Linked DNA regions of Sus scrofa: region 1 is linked to region 2. The links are chromatin contacts, called in public HiChIP or PLAC-seq maps. All regions are on one chromosome and are shown on one strand. Each heading gives the region's core, a stretch centred on a gene start, on an enhancer-like site or on the middle of the called end of the contact. The rest is flanking DNA. Distances are from core to core; before and after follow the strand shown.

Region 1 (5,127 bases), core at 1,826-4,325, 1.0 Mb before region 2:
CCTGCCTGGTGTCCAAACAGAGGGAAGAGACTCTGCATTTGTAAATCACGCAGAAATACTGGTAGACAGGGGTCGAAGATATGACAGATAAGTGACAGAAGATCCTGAGGCCGCTGAACCCAAGTTGGCGTCTTTGCAGAGCAGCTTTTCTTGCTGAGATACTCGGCACACTGGGCCAGAAGGAGCTGAGGAGATGCTGTGAGGTGGAGATGAGCAGGGGTGGTTGGGGGCTTATAGGGGATGGTCTCTGTCCCTCAGTAAAGGGGGAAAAGAGATCTCTTGCCAAGGAGGAGATGTGAGTGAAAAAAACATTGCCTGCCGTACCAGTAAACAAAGGATGTTGCAGACATCAAATCATCACATCCCAGCTGCCCAGACAGAGTGAACCCAGGATGCCTGCCTTCTAGCAGTCAGCCCCTCCAGGCTCCTAGCCTCCTCATATGGACCCCAAGGAGACTCAGGATGAGAAAGAATAGGATGCTGGCACCAGATAGCTGAGGTGCCTATCAAAGGAATCAGTTCAATGAGCCCAGACTCTTGCATCTTCCCATACGTAGAAAAACACTAAATTCCTTAAGATAATGGTTTTCTTTAACAGTAGTCTTTTGATGTTCTGACTACCTGGTCTTTGTTGCAAAAACGCCTCTCTATTCTGGCTTCTCCCTTACCTCTTCAGAGCAGAGTCTCAGAGCTATCTGAGAGGCTGCGTCCCAGCTTAAGTCTTCAGATTTGTCTACTGAATAAGACATAATTCTCAACTTCTAGGTTATGTATTTTTTTTCAATTGACAGAGAGCAGATAGGTTTTGTGATTGACTAAGTGAAAAAGAGCTATTACACAAAATATACATTATTTTGGTTCTTCCAGAAGATGTCCTAATTTAACGAGTGATTTATTGACACTTACCTATATCTATCTTTAAAAATGAGTGTCATTTTCATTTGCTCTGCTTGGAAAATATCGGTGCCTTGTGCAAAATAACTACACAACATCACGTGCTGCTAGCACAGATGACTGAATCTCTAATGTTTCTTCTTGCAAACTTAATCCTCTTTAAGTTCACCTGTAAGCGTAACTGTAGGAACCAGAGCAAAAAATATATGTAAACATTGTTCTTTAGGGAAAGGTTATCTGGCTTTTCCAAGCCTCATTTTAGGAAACGCAAATTCTCTGAGATTAAAACCTATGCAGTTTGCATTTTGTTTATAATGCACTTTAGTCACATTAAAGCAAAATAGTCCATCACGGCTTCCATAAAATGCCCATTTGTCAGCCACTTGTCAAAAGTGGCACACAAGGCAGTTAGTCACCAAGTTGAAATGAAGTCTCAATTTTTAGTCAGCTTTCTAAACCTTGGCAGGGCTCTGGACTATTTTTATTTTGAAAATGGCCCTTCTAAGTGCATTGATGATGACGAGTTCTGTCTCATGAGAGGGAAATACAAGCCATCACTCCAATTTTCTGACTAAGGCTGAGTAACTCCTTTCCACTGCAGTTTGGTTAATGGCCAGAGGCAAATGGAAAAGTATGTGCTGAACAGCAAGCCTGATGGCCCCAAACACAATTTGGGAAGGTCGTTTCTCTTTATTTTTCCACTGAAAGGATTGCCAGGGGAAACTGAGCTGTTAGCTCATTACTTCTTCATTACTCAAGGTATATAGGGCAGATCAGAACATTTGGAGACTAACACCAGGAATCTTAGAGTGGAGGGAAAACCAGGGAAAACCAAATTAATGAGAAGGGATTTTCAAAGAAGCAGTTTACCAGTATGGATCTGCTTAGATAGAATTGACTTTCAAGGTTGTCGAAGCTCCCAAGTTTTGAGATGGGGCTGCAGTCTACAATGTGGCTTAGCTCCAGTTTCCTGCTCCTTACTGATTTAGAAAACACAGGAGAACAGCGAAATCATTCACTACTCTGTAATAACCTATACGGGAAAAAAAATCTGAAAAATAGACGTGTATATGAATAACTGATTACGTTAACTGTTCACCTGAAACTTAACACAACGTGTAAGTCAACTATACACTAAGGCGATTAAAAAAGAAAACATGGGAGGCAGAAAAAAGCTTGAGAAAGGAAAGTCTGGTGCAGTGGTGCTGAATTGAAGCATGCATCCGAATCTATTTGTTCAAACAATAATGCTGAGCCTCACCCTGGAGTTTCTGCTTCTCTAGGTCTGGAATGAGGCCAATTTGTATTTCAAAGCAGCTCCCAGTTGCTGCTGGTAGGAGACCACACTTGAAGGAGAAGTAAAGTTACAATCCTGGGGGTGGGGGGAAGCATGGAAACTAGACTTTACTGAAATGATAAAAGGGACTGAATTTATTCTGGAGATAGAGGATGAAGAAGCTATCTACCTTACCAACATGAAGGACTGGGTCAGAAATTCACTTCCTGTCAGCATTAGGCAGAACTGGAGAAATTCTGAAGAATTAAGAATTGATCTTAACGGGCAAGGATTTGTCTTGCCGTAAGTTGCTCTTATCAATTGTAAAGATAAATAAGGGAACTAATTAGCCACCAAAGTTAAATGATGGACTCTTCAAATGAGTGATCCAAAACAGAAATCTTTCATCATGTTAGGTCAGAAGTATTAACTTTAAGACTTAGAGCTCATAAAATAAGTACATTTGAAAGAAGAAGAAGGAAAAAAAAAAAAAGATTTAAAAGCATTTTTGTTAATGAAGACTTTTGAATTAAAAAAAAAAAAATCAGTGAACAAGAATCTGGCATAAGGATTCATGTGGGCTGAATTCAGGTCTTTTCCTGCTGTGTTCATTCCCAGAGCCAGAGGACAGCCAGAGAGGCTAAAACAAGCAAGTTCCATTTAATGAAAGATGTGATGGGTCGTCTTGTGAAAAAAAACTCTTATCTCAACTTTTCTTGAGGGAGATGGGTGGGAAAATTACAAAGGCACAAATGTCGTATTGACCTTCCTCTGTGGCCATCTGCCTTGTCTTAAATGCAGTTGAAGACACAAGCTGTCATTAAAGAAGATAGACACGGGATGGATTCCTTTCACAATTCAGGGCTGTACAATTTTCTCCATGACTTGTCTTGATTTCCTCTTTATCACATGATGAAAGATGTGAAATTTACTATGTTCCTCTTTTGGTCATGGCAGCCAGGAACCCCAGAGCTAAGTCTTCTGTTCGAGTCAGGCAGTTCCCTTTGAAATGCTTTTCTGATGCAGTTGTCTCTCCTCAACCCCTTATTTCTTAGCCAGTAACTTTTTTTGGTTTAATTTAAAACACTCCTTCTTGTAATATAAATTCTTGTCAAAGTCTCTTTTGGTGTAGACATTGTTACATAGAATGAATTAAAAAATATAATCCTATTTAGCCACAAATAAATCCCTGTAAAACCTATAAAAGGCTCTGTTTATAAAGATAAGGTTGACCCTCAGGCAGGAAGGATATTCTTCCTTTGGGAGGCATAGCATGTAGTAAAGATGGGCTTTGAAGCCTGTTCCTGCCCTATAGGCTATGGGATCCTAGATCTATTCATCTCATGAGCCTCTGGTCTTTCCTCTGTAAAATGGCCTTAATACACTAGCAAGTTCCAAAGATTTTTAGGAGGGCTCATTAGTGCTTTGAATAAAGTGCTCTGAACAGTGCCTGGACCACAGGAAATACAGAGTAAATGTTGGCTATGTCAATTAGAAACAGTGGGAAGGGGGTGGTGAGACCCACTCAGTCGTGAAGTTAAATGGTACCATTTCTATCACAGGTTCACATTTCTGGCCAGCAATGGCTGCTCTGGTGTTAATCTGGATGGAATTTGAAAGATACACTTTCACCAAATGAGCTTTCATGATGAGAAACTTTTATGGCCAGGAAGTAGCCAATGTAGAACCCAGGGGCAGCAGACAGAGAGCAGCAGAAAGATGCAACACCGCAGAGAGAGGGAGGCTCTGTTCCCAAGGAAACAGGTTGCTAGGGGCAAGCATTTGGCAAAGGGCACCGGAGAAATACAATTACCTTGAATGCATCTAATGAAAATACTCTGTACTTAAGTGAACTTTAAGCAAGTGTGACGTGAACCTGAGAATGTTAATGAATTAGAAATAAAGGTTCTGAAATGGCTCTCACTCCAGCCTGGGCTACTTGATGGCAAAAACAATATGGTCACAGTAGACAGAGCGTGGGTGACACAGGAAATCTGGAGTTGAGCGGGATAGTTTTTTTTTTTTTTTTTTTTTTTTTTTTTTTAGGGCCACATCTGCGGCAGATGAAGTTCCTAGGCTAGTGGTCAGATCAGAGCTGCAGCAGCTGGCCTACACCACAGCAATGCTGGATCCAAGCCACATCTGCCACGTACGCCACAGTTCCTGGCAACGCCAGATCCCTAATGCACTGAGCGGGGCCAGGGATCGAACCCACATCCTCATGGATACCAGTTGGGTTCATTTCTGCTGAGCCACAATGGGAACTCTGAGCAGGACAGATTATAATTCATATATTTGGGAAAACAATTTGAAAACAAATGTCTCAGTCAGATGGATAGTGTATATGACTGTATAAAACTTGTATGCCAGCCAATTATAAACTGTTCTCATTTCATCATATGTATGCATTTCTCAGTAATGATTTCTTTGTAAAGTTCTGAATCGAAGAACTGTTCTAAGCCCTGGTGAACAGATGTTTAGAGAGGCTAGACCCCATGGACAACTGGAGATGAGATCATGGTGTCCAGAGTGAGCAAAACAAGTTAAGAGTCTTCGTAGAACTAATGTAAAATGTTAAATAGGCCTGTCTTAGTTGGGGTTCTCCAAAGAAACTTCGAGAACAACAGGGTGTGTGTGTCTGCCTCTATTTTTAGGAATTGACTTACATGATTGTGGGGGCTGGCAAGTTGGAATTTGCAGGGTAGGCTAGTAGGCTGGAGACCCAGGAAAGCGTTGCCATTACAGTTTGAGTCTGAAGGCGTTTGCAGGCAGAACTCCTCCTCCCTTGGAGGGCTAGGTTTTCTTTGAAAGCCTTCAGCTGGTTGAAGCCCACCCCATGATGAGGGTAATCTGCTTGACTCAGCCTGCTGATTTAAAAGTTAATCTCATCTAAAAATACCCTCATGGTGACATTTTGATTGGTGTTTGGCCAAATGTCTGGGTACTGTAATCTAGTC
Region 2 (4,648 bases), core at 126-2,625:
GTCTTCTGCCCATCTTTTCTTTTACAAGATGCTCATTATTTGAGTGCTGGTTATTTGAGGTTTTATTTGTCTGTCATCTTGCTCTTAATGCTAAGGGGACATGTGCTTAATCCCCTCTCTCATTGAACAGATTCTTTTCTAGAAAGTGCCATATTTGATCTGTGTTAGTTGTTGCTGATCATATAATAGAGGATAAAACATCCTTGAACTTTGTCCTTGTAAAGCATGAGGGCTGATGTGGGAGACAGACACTAAGCAACTAAACAGATATGTGTAATTAGGGATTGTGTTAAGTGCTATGAGGAAAAGAAGAGGGTGCTTTGAGAGAGAATAACTTTGTGATTTGCTTTGGATTGGCTCATCTGGGAAGAAATGTCAGTATGGGTTTAGGTAGAACTCTAAGATAAGGTATAGTTAGCAAAGGAAACAGATGAGTAATAGGCAGTCCTAAGGCCTTTATCTCTTATAGATGTTGAGTATTTTTATTCTAACATGGAAGATTATATGTATTTCTGGGCTCTAGCTTACCACTGTTCACCATGCAAGGTCGGTGGGGGCCCTAAATGCAATCTCAATTCATAGAGTTACTGTTGAGATTGTGTGGGAAGAAGGCTATTTGCCTGCTTTTAAGTGCGACAGAGATCTACATGAAATGAGCTCTAAGTGATTTTGTTGAATGTAGAATTATTGTGCATGTGCTTAGTATTTCTTTACCTTGTAACTTTTAATGCTGGCAACTTGAAGAGCCCTTCAGTTTGGGTTGGTGAAGAAAGTAAAAACCAACAAGGTTAAGAAAACACATTACAGACCAGAAGAAGGTAATAAAAGAAGCAGAAGGCTGCGGGGATAAGATGGAAGGAGGGCTGGGGAGTTAATTGTGGTTACATAGTTTCAAGGTCTTCACATGTTTTTTTTTTTTTAATTAATGATTTTTATTTTTTCCATTATAGTTGGTTTATAGTGTTCTGTCAGTTTCTACAGTACAGCAAAGTGACCCAGTCACTCTCTCTCACACACACACACACACACACACACATTATCCTCCATCATGTTCCATCACAAGTGACTAAAGTTCCCTGTGCCATACAGCAGGATCTCATTGCTTATCCACACTAAATGCAATAGTTTGCATCTTTTAAACCCAGACTCCCTGTGGACATGTTCTTATTACTTCATGAAAAAAATTCAGTGCTTATATGTGAAAATGGTGTCCACACTAATGAATTTTGAAACTTTGATCAGCTTTGCTCTAATTTCATTTTAAGTAGAATAAACTGGCTAATGATCAGTGTGGGCGGCTTGCGTATTTCACTAGAGTAATAGGGGCGTGAGGCTCAGGAAACGGCCGGTGAGACAAGTTCTCCACACTTCCTGAAGTGCTTTTTCTATCTTTAAAGCTTTTGCAAACCTCAAAAAGTTAAACCATTTCCTTATCTTAAACATGTTAGAAAACTGCAGAAGGAAAAGGTAGACATGATTACTTACCCGTTTGTTTAGAAATGACTGTTTTTTGAAACAGAAAGTTAGTTTTCATATATTATCTGTGTTAAAGGCTAAAAGTATCTAGATTGTATCAGTTCACACTGAGAGTCATGTAGAGAATAAGATATTCAAGACCTTCAGGATTGCCTGACTTCAGGGAAGGGGACCTAAACAAAGCAACACAAAACAAGCCTAATAGAAATGGGTCTTCACTTTCCCTTTGTATAGTCAGAAAGGTGGTTTTTCTCCTTTATGCCTACATAGGGCACATATGATGACATTATTTTGTTTTTTTCTCATGTCAGTAACCATTTTAAACTTCATTTGCCTTGCATATAATCATTTTTTTTGCAAAATGTTAATGTTTCAGTGAATTTTGGATGATTGCAAATGATTCTCTATATTTAGACAGGGCTTTTTCAGCTTTTTTGATCAGAATTAAATAATATATCTATGTAAATCCAGTTGACAAATCTTTATTATTTCAGCAAAATATTATTCATACTCCAAAGCAAAAATTTAAATAATAAGATAAAATGTTATAAGATTAATGAAGGTTAAGAGTTTATATTACCTTCACTAAGGAATTATCTCCATTAAGGGCTGTGGGTGCAATGATAGTGTTTTCTGGCCACATTTGTATTCCACTCAATCTTACACATGTGGATGATGATACTGTTAGCAGTATCATTTTTTTTTTTTTTTGGTCTTTTTTAGGGCTACACCCATGGCATATGAAGGTTCCCAGACTAGGGGTCTAATCGGAACTGTAGCTGCCAGCGTACGCCAGAGCCACAGCAACACCAGAGCCACAGCATCGCGGGATCCGAGCCATGTCTGCGACCTACACCACAGCTGACGGCAACGCCAGATCCTTAACCCACTGAGCGAGGCCAGGGATCGAACCCACAACCTCTTGTTTCCTAGTCGGATTCATTAACCACTGAGCCACGACGGGAACTTTTTTTTTTTTTTTAACATACCTGGGTAAACTGATTAGAAAGAGTCATTGTGCTTATTTTCTTCCCTTCATACCATTGCCAAAATTGGACATTATCATGGCCTATTGTTTTCTTTGCTGTTTAACAGCAAATGGTAATGTACTCAATATGGTTATATCACAAATGTATTTAAAACCCAAGGTCATGGTTCTTAAATGTAAAATGACAATTTCATATATTTTACAGAAAACGCATGTTTCAGAAGAGATGGGTGAAATTTGACGGTGTTAGCATTTCTTACTACAATAATGATAAGGTAAGGATGTTTTACAGTTTTCCAAAATTGCCCTATGCATGCTCAGTGTACTTCCATAAACTAAGTATGTGATTTGGTCTTTAAGACTAGGAGTTGAAGTATCAACATGAAAAGAATTTGCATAAGATACGACATTTAACTCTTTTCATAGTCTACCTTTTCCCTGCCACATAAAATTGGGAATTTTAAAAGCTTATGTTCCTGACAATAATTTTTGGAATATATCCTACAAACTGTAGGAATTGCTGTAAGTGATAGCTACATAAGGAATTGTCTTTATCCTAGACAGCACTGAAACTGTTAAGCAGGACATGTTAAAGCAAGGAGAGGTTATTTTGTCCTCCAGAAGAGGTGCGGAAGAACCAAGGAATGCATCTTGCATGAGATTTCTAATTGCCATGGATTTTGAAGAAAGAAGAATGTTTGTACATAGAGAAACTAGAAAGAACAGGATTTGACAGCAGAGAGAACGAGATGCCCAGATTCTCTCATTGCAAAATGGTGTGGGTGAAGGGCATTAGTGGGAGATGACGTTGAGAAGAATGTGTTTGGTGTTAGAGCTCACTGAACATCTTGATGTACAGATGGTTAAAATTCCTCTTTAGGTTATTAGTGGGGTCTTAATAACATGATACTCTTTTGCTCATGTCCTTCTCATTAGGTGTGTGAATGCCTTTATACTTAAGAGATGTAGGCTGAAATACTTAGGAGTGAAGTGTCATTATATCCACAAATGTCTTTCAAATGTTTCCTACCTATATATTTTTATATTTACATATACACATATATGTATCTTTGCACACATGCATAGTTAGATAAAACAAAAAATGACAGTGTTAACAATTGTCAAATTGAGATAGAGGATATGAGTGTTTTGTTGTACTGATCTTTCGACTTCTATGTGTTTGAAAATTTCCTTACGTAAAAAATTGGAACTAATGTATATACTCCATTTTTTGTTAAAATCATATAATTTTACAATCTTAACTATATATGTTCTTTTAATATATTGATTTAACACTTAACCACATTCTCTTATGTCTAGTGTATAGTCTAACCTTATCTTCTCATTATTTAGAGATTTTCGCTGCGTAATATTGGTGTTATTTGTGGCTTGAATAGAGATATAGACTCCTTTTCATGTGTTGATTCTTAGGTACCACAAGGAAGAAGAGCATATGCTTTTAGACAGAAAGTCATATACACTGTGTGCTACAATCCCGAGAATACTAGAAAGTTTAGAGAAGTGTTCATTGGATTCACTTTACAATGATCCTGGTAAAGTGTCAAGTAGGTTTAAACACACCCCTTTGACGTTTGCAAGATGAGATGAACACTTTTAAAAGCTTGTTTTCTACTTTTGGTGTTGTTTTTGGTTTGCTTGTTTATTTGAATGTTGAGACAGTTTATGTGCCTATGATGGGTGCAAAGTAGTCTCTGTCTGATGCAGTCTGACCCCTGGTTTTCTTTAGCACCTTTACCCTTTTCTGGTTTCACTGAAATGAAGAAGAAAACTATTCAGGAGTGAGACAGGCTTCCGTGCTGTCAGGCTCTGTTGGTGTTGGAATCCTTATCCTCATTCGGGAGAGAGAATTTCTAGTATCTCTGACCAAGGGGACGCAGTCTGTCCTTGAAAAGGTCATCTCAACTGTATTGGGGAGATGAGTGGTTATCCACATTGATGCAGTAAAAGTGATGCAGCCTTGGTTTGAAATTGAGATTAAAAGTTTATGTTAAAATGAATTGTTACAAATTCTTTAGCTTGACATGAAAATTTAAAAAAAAATTGTTGTTTCCCATGGAATTTCATTCCTTTATTATTCAGATGATTGGTTTCATGTTGGCAAAACCCCCCAAATACTAGGATGAGTGTTTCCTAAAAAGAGAAATGTTTTCTGGTGTGACTCTT

The links. HiChIP or PLAC-seq counts read pairs in DNA pulled down with a chosen protein or histone mark.
Region 1: an H3K27ac HiChIP or PLAC-seq map of alveolar macrophages shows a contact between it and region 2. The contact joins two enhancer-like sites.

What each region holds. Positions count from the first base shown.
Region 1 is chr8:28,957,694-28,962,820 of Sscrofa11.1, reverse strand. All of the region lies in intron 3 of NWD2 (NACHT and WD repeat domain-containing protein 2), which reads right to left. Among named protein-coding and RNA genes, the nearest start is that of C8H4orf19, 53 kb to the left of the region's middle. Within about 2 kb of position 3,075, at least 5 of the 83 cell types and tissues checked have an H3K27ac peak or open chromatin away from gene starts, as enhancers often do. A contact at or near this core is called in alveolar macrophages, where this site is marked.
Region 2 is chr8:27,911,593-27,916,240 of Sscrofa11.1, reverse strand. It overlaps ARAP2 (arf-GAP with Rho-GAP domain, ANK repeat and PH domain-containing protein 2), which reads left to right. Exons shown (of 33, transcript XM_003128906.4): 7 at 2,670-2,739. Among named protein-coding and RNA genes, the nearest start is that of ARAP2, 47 kb to the left of the region's middle. Within about 2 kb of position 1,375, at least 9 of the 83 cell types and tissues checked have an H3K27ac peak or open chromatin away from gene starts, as enhancers often do. A contact at or near this core is called in alveolar macrophages, where this site is marked.